Regions from separate parts of the Lactuca sativa genome. Here region 2 is linked to region 1. Evidence: chromatin contacts called from public Hi-C data. All regions are on one chromosome and are shown on one strand. The core of a region is the stretch at or near the end of the contact, and the rest is flanking DNA. Distances in the headings are between cores, read along the strand shown.

Region 1 (7,059 bases), core at 1,105-3,604:
TAACATCGGCAACTATGGACTTTGTGGCTGTTGGATAAACCCTGGAAATGATGGACTTCGTGCCTATTTATTAGGACAATCCTTAGGAATGAATAAATAAAGAATAAATGATTCTTAGGGAAGATCTTTAAGAATAAAGAAGATAATGGGGATGAGATATTGGGTTAATTGCTTGATGATTAAACATAATAATTATATTATTGTGGGTTGAAAACTGTATGTACTCACCTGGTTTCCTAACCTGGCCCACTTAGTTTATTGTATCACATGTGGCTACATGAAAGATACATTCTGCTAAGAGATTCAAGGACTATTAGGCCACTAGTTGAATTATTGCAAGGCTTGTAGTGTTCCGTTATGCTTATGTTTCTGTATTGACGATGACATTCCAATGTTTTAAATAAAAATACATTTATTTGGAAATGCTCTGATAACATCTTTATCTTTTTTCTGGGAACAAATTCCATAATACTCTTTTTCAAAAAGGATACTCTGATTTTTAAATGAGCATAAACAAATTGGACTTTTCTGGCTGTGAAAATAGGGATGTCATAATTATGGATCACATGCATGCTATCCAACCCAACCATGAAGAGAAGTGAATAAAACTTAGAACTAGCATGTTTAATAGAGAAATGCAAGAACTTTAGTACTTACAAAGGTCCAGAAGCATTGCAAGGTGGTGAGCAAGGGTGTTGTTTGCCACAAATGATGCACAAAAGGAATATTCTTTTTCTTCAAGGAGCAAAAAATCACCAAATGAGCTTTTTAAGGTCACAAAGGAGACTAACTTCGATTTGGGCAGGAGGAAGGTGATGGAGGTTGAGGGTGTGCAAACCCTAGCCCCTCACTTCCTTTAAATAGGGCAAAACTCACAGGATTATGGTAAACTTGTCCTCACGTCGTGGCTACCAGTGTGTCACGACATGACCCGCGAAGATGGACATGCGTTTCAGCCCGATGGTCACGTTGTGAGGCTTCCTTCCTCACGTCATGACCAACTATTAGTCGAGGTTTTAGATTGTTTAATTAAATCAAAACATTAAAAGATTGAATACATGTATTAAATGTTCCAACTATGTTTATGTTGCGTTTGTTAATATGTAAGTGACAAACTTGAAATAAAGCTCGTTCATGTAATGTTTGATGTTCGAATCATCATTTATGCTTCGTTCAACACCCAAATACTACAAGAAAAACATTATTAACTTATAATTTCATATTTGGTGTAGTATACGAAAGCCTAGTTTAAGATTCAGGTTAGAAAGAGAAGAGTTTCTTGATGTTGAATCCTTAACTTGTTTCTTCAAACCCCTAAGTCTAAATCTTCTCTATTACTCCAGATCGACATCAATAGGTTCTACCACCACCACCACCAAAGTCGATCTCCTTAAATGGAGAGACTACCCACCTAGTTGATATCTTATGTTTCACTAGCTGACAGATTTAATCCCTCATGCTTCTAGTTGCAAACATTTAACACCATTTCACTAGCTTCTTTATTGGAACTTCTTGATTTTACACTTAGTCCTATATCCCAAGTATGATTATAATGAGGTCCATTACTAAGCCATGACTAATCAATCTCCTAGTTGTCAATTTTGCTCCATTAACTTTATATTTCCTAATTATGGCTACCGACCAGCAACAACTATAACTCTAATAATTCTCTAATTAACCCATTTACATATAATTTATATATAATTTATGACATTCAAGTTCTATTTATCAAATCTCAACTTTCAAGAATTAAAACTTTGATCCTTATAAAAAAAAATTCTTAACTTGACTATATTAAACTTCTATTTTATTTCTATCACTATATTTATCATTATTATTTAATTAGTTATCTTTAAATCATTTAACTGATTTATCTAATGTTCTTTTATTTATTTTTAAAACATTATTTTTTACTAAAAACGACAAGAACTTTTATATCTATTTTGAAAATATTACACACTTACACCAACCAAATTTGATGGATCGTTCTAGCCAAACGACACAACTACATGACAATTTCCCAATAATAGTATAGTTTTTTTCCTTACACGGTGATTTTTAAGTGACTATTAAAAAATACATCTAAAATCTCCTTAATTTCATGTTGCATTAGTGTTTTAACTCCCCCACTCTCAATCATAACGATGTATTTTATATTGTAATCACTATTTATTATTTAACACCTTTCATGTCGTTCTTCATCCATGTCGTGCTTAATCTAATTATACCAACCGAGTATTTATTATACAGAATATGAGTTCAATATGTATTTTAACCTCGTTATTTTATTTTATTTTATTTTTTTGCTTTTATGAGCTCACCCATATAATTCCCACTCATTGTCTTTGTTACTTAAAGTTTCCTCTCTCTCTCTCTTTCTCTCTTTCTCTCTCCAAATATCGGACAATTGGATGAAACTTTGAGTTAAACATTTTTAGAGTGAGACTGTTTATATGGTATTGAAAGAGAAAGAAATCCAGACCCACATCCCCTTGGATTCAATCAACATACTCCATCAATTCTCCATATAAGTTTAGAGAGAGAAACTAGAGAGAGAAAGACTCTGTGAGATTATCTCATGTGATCATGGATGGTGGTGATGACCATTTCAACCACCGCCCCAACTTCCCTTTTCAATTACTTGAAAAGAAAGACGACGAAGCTTGCTCTTCCTCCGCCACGGTCTCCGCCACCACCGGTTACCCTTCTCGACCCATCTCCGCCGACACTAATAACCCTCCACTTCGATCCAACAGTTCAAACCTCCAAATAACCACCATCGCCACCACCTCTTCCGGCGACCCCTCTAAGAAATTGGCGCCCAAGAGAACGTCAACCAAAGACCGCCACACAAAGGTTGATGGACGTGGCCGCCGTATCCGTATGCCAGCCCTTTGCGCCGCCAGGGTTTTTCAGCTCACACGAGAGCTTGGCCATAAAACAGATGGTGAAACCATCGAGTGGCTCCTTCAACAAGCTGAACCCGCCGTCATCGCCGCCACCGGAACTGGTACAATCCCGGCGAACTTCACTTCACTCAATATCTCACTCCGGAGCTCCGGGAGCAGCATGTCGGTTCCTTCACAGCTTCGATCCGGTTACTTTAACCCAAATTTCGCCATCCCACAAAATCGGAATCTCTTCCCGGGAATTGGATTATCTTCATCGGAAAATAGTTCATCCAACCTTTTGAATTTTGGGTCAGCAACGAATCTTCACCAGATATTACAAACGAAGCAGGAAACTCGGGATAATTCAGTTGAGTTATCGGAAACTGAAGATAGCATCGGAAGGAAACGTAGAGCTCCGGCGGAGTCTGAGCTACCTTCACAACACCAACAACAGATGGGGAATTATCTGCTTCAATCAAGCTCATCTTCCATGGTAGCAAATCACGCATCAATTCCAGCTAATTTTTGGATGGTCGCCAATTCTAATCAACACCAAGCCATGAGTGGAGACCCTATTTGGACTTTTCCGGCAGTGAACAACACCGCTTTGTACAGAGGCACTGTTTCCACCGGCTTACATTTCATGAACTTCCCAACACCCGTCGCCCTTATGCCAAGTCAGCAATTGGCGGCAGGGCTTGGCGGCAACTCAGGTGGCAGCGGCGGCGGCGGCGGAGGAGGAGGAGGAGGAGGTGGTGGTGGTGGTGGTTTTACTGAAGGCCAATTGAGCATGCTCGCCGGATTAAATCCTTACCGGCCAATATTCGGTCCAGGTGGCTCTGAACAGCAAGCAAGTGGATCTCAGTCTCATCACGGCGGCGGAGATGATCCACATGATACAACTAGCCACCACTCATAAGGGATTTCCGGCCTCCATGATTGTGTTGTTAAATTTGATGTGTAAAACGCACATAAGGTTTGATTTCCTCCAAAATTTTTGGAAAATTTTAATTTTTTCCCCATAATTATTGCTGATTTTTTTTTTTTATATTTAATTTTGTGTGATTATTTTTGAGGATTTACAAAGTGTTTGGAGAGACAAATTTTAACAGGGTGTATTGTTGGTTTTAATCATTGAAGAAAAAAAGAAAAAGGTCTCGTTTTAGTATTTACCATGAATTCATTCCTTTTTCTTTTTATATAATTCTATTTTCTATTGCTATTATTTTGACTTTAGTTTTAATTTAATTTTATTGTTTTTTTAAATGTCTGTAAAACACAAACAGAACTGAGAACTTGGTAACTGCAACAATGCCTTATAAAATTCCGTTAAAACTTTAAGTCAATCCTATGAAGTTAGAAAGACAAAAATTATCTCATTTTGACCATGGGTAAAAATAATTACACTGACGTCATCATTCACTTTTGTTGTGTATAGTGTATACCTTATAAATTATTGATAACAAAAACATGGACAATATCACCCAATACATATTTGATATAATAATTTTCAATTTTTTAGTATTATTCTACATACTAAAATTGTATATTTCGTATGAATTGTTTTTATTGTTAGAAAATTAATAGTAGATTCAAAATAACTAATATTTAGTATTTAGATTCATTTTAAAAAATAAAATATACGTATTTTTAAATGAAATGATTATCGGATAGTGAAAGAAATTAAAAATAAAGAATGAGGTTTTGTGACAATGGTCAATGTAATCTTGTATGGGTGAATATTATTGGAATTTAGATATTTGAATAATTATGGTGGGACCCAAACCTTATCAGTCCAGGTATTGGGGTCAGGTAAGTGGAGCCCACACCCTCCTAAAATCAAAGTTACCTTTTATCACAGCAGGGGAACAAGCTTTGATCATTCTTTCCTCTTTTTATAATTCAACCCATTGCTGGCACTGCCACTCAACTATTATAATAATATATCATTTTAATATATATATATATATATATATATATATATATATATATATATATATATATATATATATATAATTTTGTTATTTCTATTGATTTGGAAAACTTCAATAGATAAGTTATTGGAAAACAAATATGTTGAAATTTAAATATGGTTTAACTTATATTGGGCATAAGATATTATTGAGATTTTTTGGAATGGTATCCAAACTAGCATTAGTTTAACTGAAACAATATTAAATAAAATTTGAATATTTAAAAAAGGAAAGAAACAGTGAGCACAAGCAAGACTAAAAAACTAAAAAGAAAAATGAATGATGGAAATTGGTGACCCCACGTGCAGTTGGGACCCAGTTCTCGATTTCATTTGATCTGGTCCATGCATAGGTGTGGGTCCAGCGAGTGATTAGTTCTTATTTTAGAAAATTGTGCAGAATCTAATATGGTGTTTCATGAATCATGACCCATGTTTTATGCATATATTTATAAATTTCTCAACTTGTTCCTAAAACATTTTAGACTTAGTAAATTATGTCCATTTATGTACATCATTCAGCAGTTTGCGTTTAAGTATGCAAAAATTAACGTGGCTTATGTTTAAGAATTAAGAATGCAAAAGTTAACGTGGATTATCTGGTTTACAGAATTGTATGTCTATTATCTCTTTAAAATATATGTTGTAAACAAATATTCCTTCGTTAATTTTTTTCTCTTTTACGTATATCTTATAACTACTATTATTATTTATTTTATTACTATTAAATAAAACTCCCTCCATCTACCCACGATCAATCCTTTGTTGAAAAACTTAATTGCGCCGCAACTTCTTTATATGGTATCAAAATTTGAGAGATGTTCTCATATACATCGAACTTCCTAATACCTATCACTAGTATAACATTGTGTTATAGAGTTGGTTTTTTGAAAACTAGGTCTTCATGGTTTTTATATTTCTCAAATCACTAAAGGTCATAAGTAATTTACATTATTGTTTCCATTACAATTTACTAAAAACGAGTGACCATTACACATTAAATTGCACACATTCACGTTAAATTTATATATAAAAAAGTGACAATTTGTGCGATGACCTAAAATGGTGGGCAAATGTCCTCTTGTAACATCCCAAAATCACGATAAAATGTTTCATTGTTTAATCAAAGAGAATTCATTGTTTTCAACAAAAACTCATATCATAACCAAGTATAAAATACAAATATCCCAAGATCAGTGTATCATAAATCTTCAAAACATGTCATCGAAGGATGTGTACGATCACACTTTCGTCTTGCCATAATCATCTGAAGTACCTGAAACAACAAATTTAAACTGTAAGTCACATCTTAGTGAGTTCCCTGAAAGTACCACACATAACCAAATAGATAACAACTTGCATATTTGATCTTTCAGCCTGACTAGACCGTCGTGTCGAGCCTACAACATATCTGGACCGCTCTGCGAGCCTTCAGTCTAACTGGACAATCGTTTACGGCTTACAGCGTATCTGGATCGCTCTCTAGGCCTTCGTCCTGACTGGACCACCTGACATCACTACAGTGTATCCGTAATGCCCTGGGTATTTTGGCCCTCAGCAGAAACCAAAACCGCCTCACCACAACAAACCATAATATGTCGACATATACTATTACAATCAATAAGCAACAAGTACTCAGTGAACAATCATACAGATCTACCAATCTAAGCATACCCAATTAAACAAAAATCCTATATATCTGGATATAAAATCCAGTGGGCCAACCTTGGTACCTTCGACCCACAAGTATAGTGACGAACACTCACCTATCGGTCTGAACAGATAGACGAATAGGAAACTGTTCTGAATATCAGTTCTACTAGTCACATATACAACAAATACTGACCAAACTCGATTACCACCCAAAATACCCAAAATACGCTTCAGTCAAACTTGGTCTAATCTTGGTCAATGTCAAAAGTCAATAGCCCTTAATGTCATCCATCCAACCTCACATCGTAACCATACCTTGGTCACACCGTGAAAGTCCACTTGGTCCGATTCAAACTCGTCTCGACCCAACCTAGCCAAACTCAGTCAATGAAAATTGCCTGAGCTGACCTCACGATGTGGGTAGCCTTCTCTTAAGTCGTGAGCTCCAAGGAGCTTAACAGAAAATGGGGTCATTCAAACCTACGTTGTGAGACCATATGTCTCACATCGTGAGCACAATTTGATGTTAAAATCCAACCATTT
Region 2 (6,430 bases), core at 2,782-5,281, 680 kb after region 1:
TCTAATCTCTATCGTTACCGACGACGACAGTATCATCCCTTTGATTACACCTAATATGTTTTTTTTTCTAGGTTCATCTCCTTTTCAATATTTAAAAAATGATATGGATAAGGATAGTGTTTTCATATTTTTTATTATTTAAATTAGTAAACATCATGTAACTTAGTCGTGTTAGGTTATTTTTACTTTTGCAAGTTTTTCTTTTCATGTACCAACATAATCGATTTATTTTACTAAATTAGTTTAATGGACTCGATTAAAATGGACCTAAAAATCTCAAACCGTGAAACCAAACCGGAGCCAAACCGTTAGTAACGGTTTGGTTTGGTTCGGTTTTAAATTTTCAACGGTTCGGCTTTGGTTTTTGCCAAACAAAAACCGTTACTAACGGTTTGGCTTTGGTTTGACCTAAAAACCGAAAAAACCGGACCGTGAACACCCCTAGTCACAATCTATGTAAACTACACCTAAGATTTGTCATATTGCTTCATATTTTTATTATTTATATGGTATATGTTGTCACGCTTGTTATGCTAATTTTTTTAAATGAATTAATATTAAAAATTAAATTTCAAACAAAATTTTTTTCTAAAACCTAAAATTCATTAAACTAGAAAATAAAATTACAAAAAAAAACATATAATTTGAAATTATAATATATTTTAATAAAAATTAAATTTCATTAACTTCAAAAGAAATCGCACATTTGAATTTAAAAAACATAATACATAAATTAAAATATGTAACCCACTAGAAATTAGAAGCCGACGAGCTTAAAGTGGACGCTCTTTAGCGCACTGTCTCACAATTTACCAAAACTCAGCATCCCAAAAAGGTTTGTTAGTTTCTTCATGGAAAGCCTTGAGAACATTCACAAACAAAGTATTTTCATTTCCACCCTGTTCGGCTTCATTCATCACCTTATGAAACACATTGTTAACCTGAATTTAGACCGTGCTTATATATCTCCATTTGCAGAAGACTTGATCTTTACTTTGAGGTAGAGTGGCTTTGTGGTTGAAACTATCGACGACCCTATTCCAGAAAGCAATCGTAGTAACGTTAATGTTGATTGAGTCTTCAGTTACATCAACCCATGAATGGGTCAGTATCATGTTTTGATCAGTTGCCCAAACACGAGCCATTTTTTAGCAATGAGGTTTTGAAGAAGATGGAATATAAGAAAGTTATCAGAATTGAATTAAGAAGATTTGAATGTAATGAAGAATGAAGAATGATGTTGTATTTGTAGTAGAGTAGTGACGATTTAAAATTTGAAAATTTGAAAAAAAAAACATCGGCTATATTTTGAAAAGAATGCATTTTTTTAAAGAAAAATGGCTTAAATGGTTAAACAAATTGAACTAACTCAGCAATAATTGTGTTAATCTTTTCACTTTCATCAGTAAGCGATTGCCGGATTCCCTCGTCAAGTTGCCGTCGACGAGGTCGTGACGCGGTGTGCATCGTTGCCATCTTGGATTCGCCGAGCTCCTTACCGAGCCACTCCGCTAGGCCTTAAGAAATAAGGAACCCGTGTAAGCATGAGTTGATCTAATAATCAATGATATGAAGCATTATTTCCCTATATTTTCTTGGGATGTGGGGACCCAAAAAAGTGGATACTAATACCATTGGATAACATACATTATGAAATTAGTGATTGTTTAATTCTTCACCATTGTCACATTTTAGAGTGTGAATTTCATGATGAAAATAGTTTTAACATAAGAACGAAAGTGAGGTAATTCGGAAAAAAAAATCAGTTTTATTGTGTAATGAATATACTTTAGATTTAGCAAAGCTAGTCTTCTTAACATGTTTATCGAGTATGATGAGCCCAAGCCCAATAAGGCTTTCATTACAAGAATCTCCTATTCGGGTAGATTATGGAATACTAAATATTTGTTTAAAATTAGGGCATTCTTGCATATTCAAATAACGGAATTGTATATCTTTATTTATTAGAAGAAGATAACGACATATTTGTACTTGTACTAGAGGCCTCTACTTTTGCAGTGATAGGACTACATTACACCATATGACTCTACATGGGATATGCGATATCAGCCACTAGTATTGATTCATGCTTGACAAGATCTAAGAGTTTTCATGGTTTAAGTAGATGTCGGTAGAAAATATCTACTAATACTTAAATAGAAAAAAAAAATCACAAATGTTATGGGAAAACCAGTAATCATAAATAACATGAATCATGCTAAATTGATAAAAGAAAAAAAGGGCGTGTTAAAGGAATTTCGTACATAGTTTACTTGTATATGCAAAATTTCTTCAATGAAAATAACACAAATTCTAGACATTTTGCATGTAATATCTCATATTCGGATTAGGTAAACAAACAACTGAACAAGCAAACATGCTTTTGATAATTTTTCATTAGATAAAAACATAAAAATAACCGCTTTGCCTTTAGCATAAAACAAAAAGACCAACCCTCATCTTTTAATCAAAATGAACTCTAAATTTTGCTATTGTGAAACATGATCACATTGCAAAATGAGCCTCTTTAAATAATTTTTTTTACTTTTATAAAAAAAATTCAAAATCTGTCACTACTAGGTTTTTTTATAGGGAATGTTTTTTAAAGATACCTGTAACAAAAAAATTATAAATTCCGCATTAACTGGAACAGTTTTTTGTAAACGAAAAAATAAATTCATGAAAACTAAAATGTTATATATATTTTTATTAATTTAGACTTTTATAAGGACCATAAAAAGAAATTCTCGTAGCCAAAAAAAAAAAAAAGTAGTATTCCGTCTAGAAGATATATAACCATTAATACAAAAAAGGAAATTATAAAATTTTACCCTAATTTACAATACAGTCTCAAATTAAAATTTGTTTACGAAAAATCATGAATTATTGATAAAAATGACGACTTGACCATTTTTTCCCGATTTCATCACTTACCTGTTTCATTAAAGTCTCATTATTTTACCTTAATTTACGAATAAGTTTCAAACTAAAATTTAGTGATGATTTGGTCATTTTCTCCACATAACATACATTTTATCGGTTATATTGCTGACTTGGACACATAGTCATTAAATTAGCTGATAAGATGGATATGATGGATTACATAATACTATAGTTACTATAAAATTTAACATCCATCTCATTGACTCATTTATGACTATACATCTAGGTCAATAATAAAACAAATAAAATGTGTTTTCAGGAAAATAATAACAGTAAATGAGTTGATGTCTGATGAGATGAATATATTGGATTACATAAGTTTAGATAAACAATTTGAAATTTCTTATAAACGTAAAAATGACGAAGTTGCTGTTAATTTATGTAATTATTGCAGTCTTCGTTGAATTCATTTTATATTCCAAAAAATATACAATGCATCAGGATATCAAGTTTTATGGTAAACATAGCATTATATAACCCAACATATCCATCTTATTAGCTCATTTAATAACTAAACATTTTCAAGACAACAATGAAACCGGTAAAATATATGTTACATGTAGAAAATGGCCAAATAATTACTAAATTTTAATTTGAGACTTATTTCTAAATTATGGTAAAATAACGGGACATTAATTAAACTAGATAAGTAATGAAACTGGTAAACCTAGAAAATGGGACAAATAGTCATTTTCATCGGTAATTCATACTTTTTCATAAACAAATTTTGTTTTGAGACTTTTTCGTAAATTAGGGTAAAATTTTAAGACTTTTTCGAAAATTTCTCTATATAAAAACATCAAAAGTATAATATTTTAACCATTAAAAATAGCTTCATATTTTAATTATTTTTATAATTATTACATTTTATCATCAATATAAATAAACTAATTAGTTTTTATTATCACTATAAGGTTAATATTACTTTTAAGTTTTGGCTACATTTTATTTGTCAAATACATTTGAAATTTCATGCCAAAATCATGCGATTAAAAGATGGCAAATAAAATAGAAATATGTAAACTTGAAGGGCCTAAAAGGTAAATTAAGGGACGGATTAATGTAATCTACTACTCGTCCATTCAGGAGCCGGCCATTCTCCTCCTTAATCCCCGCAGAAATATTCTCTTGTAAGATTATGTTCTTCATGTTCTTGTTTTTGTAATTTTTGTTCTTTTTTTTTTTTTTTTTTTTGAAAATTTAGTTAACCATGTTTGTTAGTTATTTGATTGCTTATTCAACTGTTTGTGGTGTTTATAACTGTTGTGTGTAATTGATTATCCAAAATCCTTCTTTCTAGGAAGAGTATATCTGTGGTTAGTTATTGAGACATGTATTTGAAATTTCTAAATCGATGTGTTCATAAAAATACTTCCTCAATTTGGTGTTTAATTTTGCATTCTTTTTATGTTTTTGTTATTCAGGAATTATTGTAAACACGATAAGGGAACACAAACGAAATCAGGATGGGAGCAAAGAAATTGTCACCTAGGTCGATGGTTTTTACATCTTATTGTAATTTCACGAGCAGCTTACATTAAAAAAAAATGACAATATACACAAACAAAAAAAAACATCATATTTTGGTTTTTTTTTTTTGAAGTTTAACCATTATATTTTATTTTGATCCTTAAAAATGCATTTTTTTTTCAAGATATGTCTACTACTATGACCCTCTATTTTGGGTTTGTCTAATGTTAATACCGACATGGATTCTAATTTGTTTATATTGATCATATGTATTTTATAGAATAATAGCTTACTTCATGAAATGACTTTTCATATATAAATGAAAAGTTATTTCAAAAAGTTAGATGTCATTTTAGGAAATAAATAAATATAATGTGATATAGATAAATACGAATTAATGTTAGCTATAACATCTACTAAACCGTAAATAAAGGGCCATGATGGTCACAATGAAAATTGTTTTTAGAAAATGGTTTTCATTAATCAAAATAAAATTAATGATTAAACCATAAGATGACCAAAATATGTCGCCTTGATCATGTATATTATTACCCTTAAAGTAATTAGTATTATCTTGAAATATTACATGTATGTTGTGTATGACACTCATCATCATAAAATCCGAAAATTTTATAACCAAATGCATTAAAAAAAAGACTAATAGTAGATGATGTTTATGCAGCTTGCTCCCTTGCAAGAAGATTACTAATCCGAATAAAGTTCCCAATATAACTATTAGCAGAGCTAAAAGGGAGAAAATGAAGCGTGAGCATTTGAATGAGCTTTTTCTCGGTTTATCTAATGCACTTGGTAATCAATTTTTTACTCATTTTTTGTTTCATGTTTTTTTTTTTTTTTTATTTTATTTTTATTTTTTTTGGCCCTAACAGTTGAATTTGAATATTCTTGTAGAAATTAGAGAGGAAAACAATGGGAAGGCCTTTATCCTGGATGAAACCAACCGGATTTTCAAGTGCATGATTGATCAAATTACCCGCCTCAAAGAAGAGAATGCAACTTTATTATCCGAATCACAATATGTAAGACTTTTAAATAGGGTTATTTCGATAAAAAAAATCCTATATTTTAATTTTCTTTTTTCCTTTTAAATCAAAAACTTTTTATTTTCCCAAAAATGGCTTACTTTGTTTTTGTTGAAAAAATAAAATCGGTTTAACAATTAACCACGGGATATATATTTTACCGGATCAGAATAAAAACCACTACATAAAACATAAACTAAGTTTCTTTTTAAAGTAAATTACAAAAATAGTGCTTATGGTTTGGAGTAGTTTGCACGTTTGGTCTCTAAACTATGTTTTTGTTGCGTCTTTTGTCATTGACAGACGTAAAAAATGTCTATCTTATCCTTTCTAATTTTTGTTTTTAAAAACTTTTTTACTATTTATTTTAAATTTCTAATAATATTAAACGGAGCGGTCCCAACCCAATATCATATATCACCCTTTTAACGTCTCCTACAACAAAAAACCAATCCGCTACTAACATCTTCTTCACCAAGAGTCGTCTCACTCCACACCTACAACCTCCCTAACATGTTTGATTATACTTATTTACCGGACCAAAAGATGCAATATGAAATAGTTAGAACTTAGTACCCTAAAACTGTTACTCGAATATTGAATTATACCCTAAACTCTAAAATGGTTAGAAGTTAGATCTTGCAAATCCTTTATTTATGTTCTTTTTGAAGATGGGTTGTTTAGATATACAATGGATTTGAAGTTTCATGTTTAAATACGAACAAGCGTTTTCCTCATTGTTGAATTTGGGTGAAAAAACCTTAAAGAACATGGATGGTGAACAGGGGTCAACAAAAAAGATTATCAAGAACTTAGCACCCTACAACTGTTATTCGAATATGGAATTAGAAGTTAGATCCTGGAAATCACTTATTTTTGTTCTTTTTGAAGATGGTCTATTTAGATGTACAATGGATTTGAAGTTTCATGTTTAAATACGAACAAGGGTTTTCCCCATTGTTGAATTTGTGTGA

What was found. A called contact is a pair of places that touch in the nucleus more often than the background predicts.
Region 2: a Hi-C map of leaf shows a contact between it and region 1, with 6 times the contacts expected there. The contact joins the promoter of LOC111919324 here to the promoter of LOC111886569 in region 1. A contact is called at or near these places in 2 of 4 Hi-C or Micro-C datasets (both in leaf).

The regions. Positions count from the first base shown.
Region 1 is chr4:197,136,046-197,143,104 of Lsat_Salinas_v11, forward strand. LOC111886569 (transcription factor TCP14) reads left to right here and starts at 2,355. Exons shown (of 1, transcript XM_023882817.3): 1 at 2,355-4,059. The coding sequence starts at 2,587. The coding sequence ends at 3,810.
Region 2 is chr4:197,815,742-197,822,171 of Lsat_Salinas_v11, forward strand. It overlaps LOC111919324 (transcription factor bHLH47-like), which reads left to right and starts at 4,032. Exons shown (of 5, transcript XM_023914916.3): 1 at 4,032-4,073; 2 at 4,368-4,435; 3 at 5,096-5,223; 4 at 5,326-5,453. The coding sequence starts at 4,410.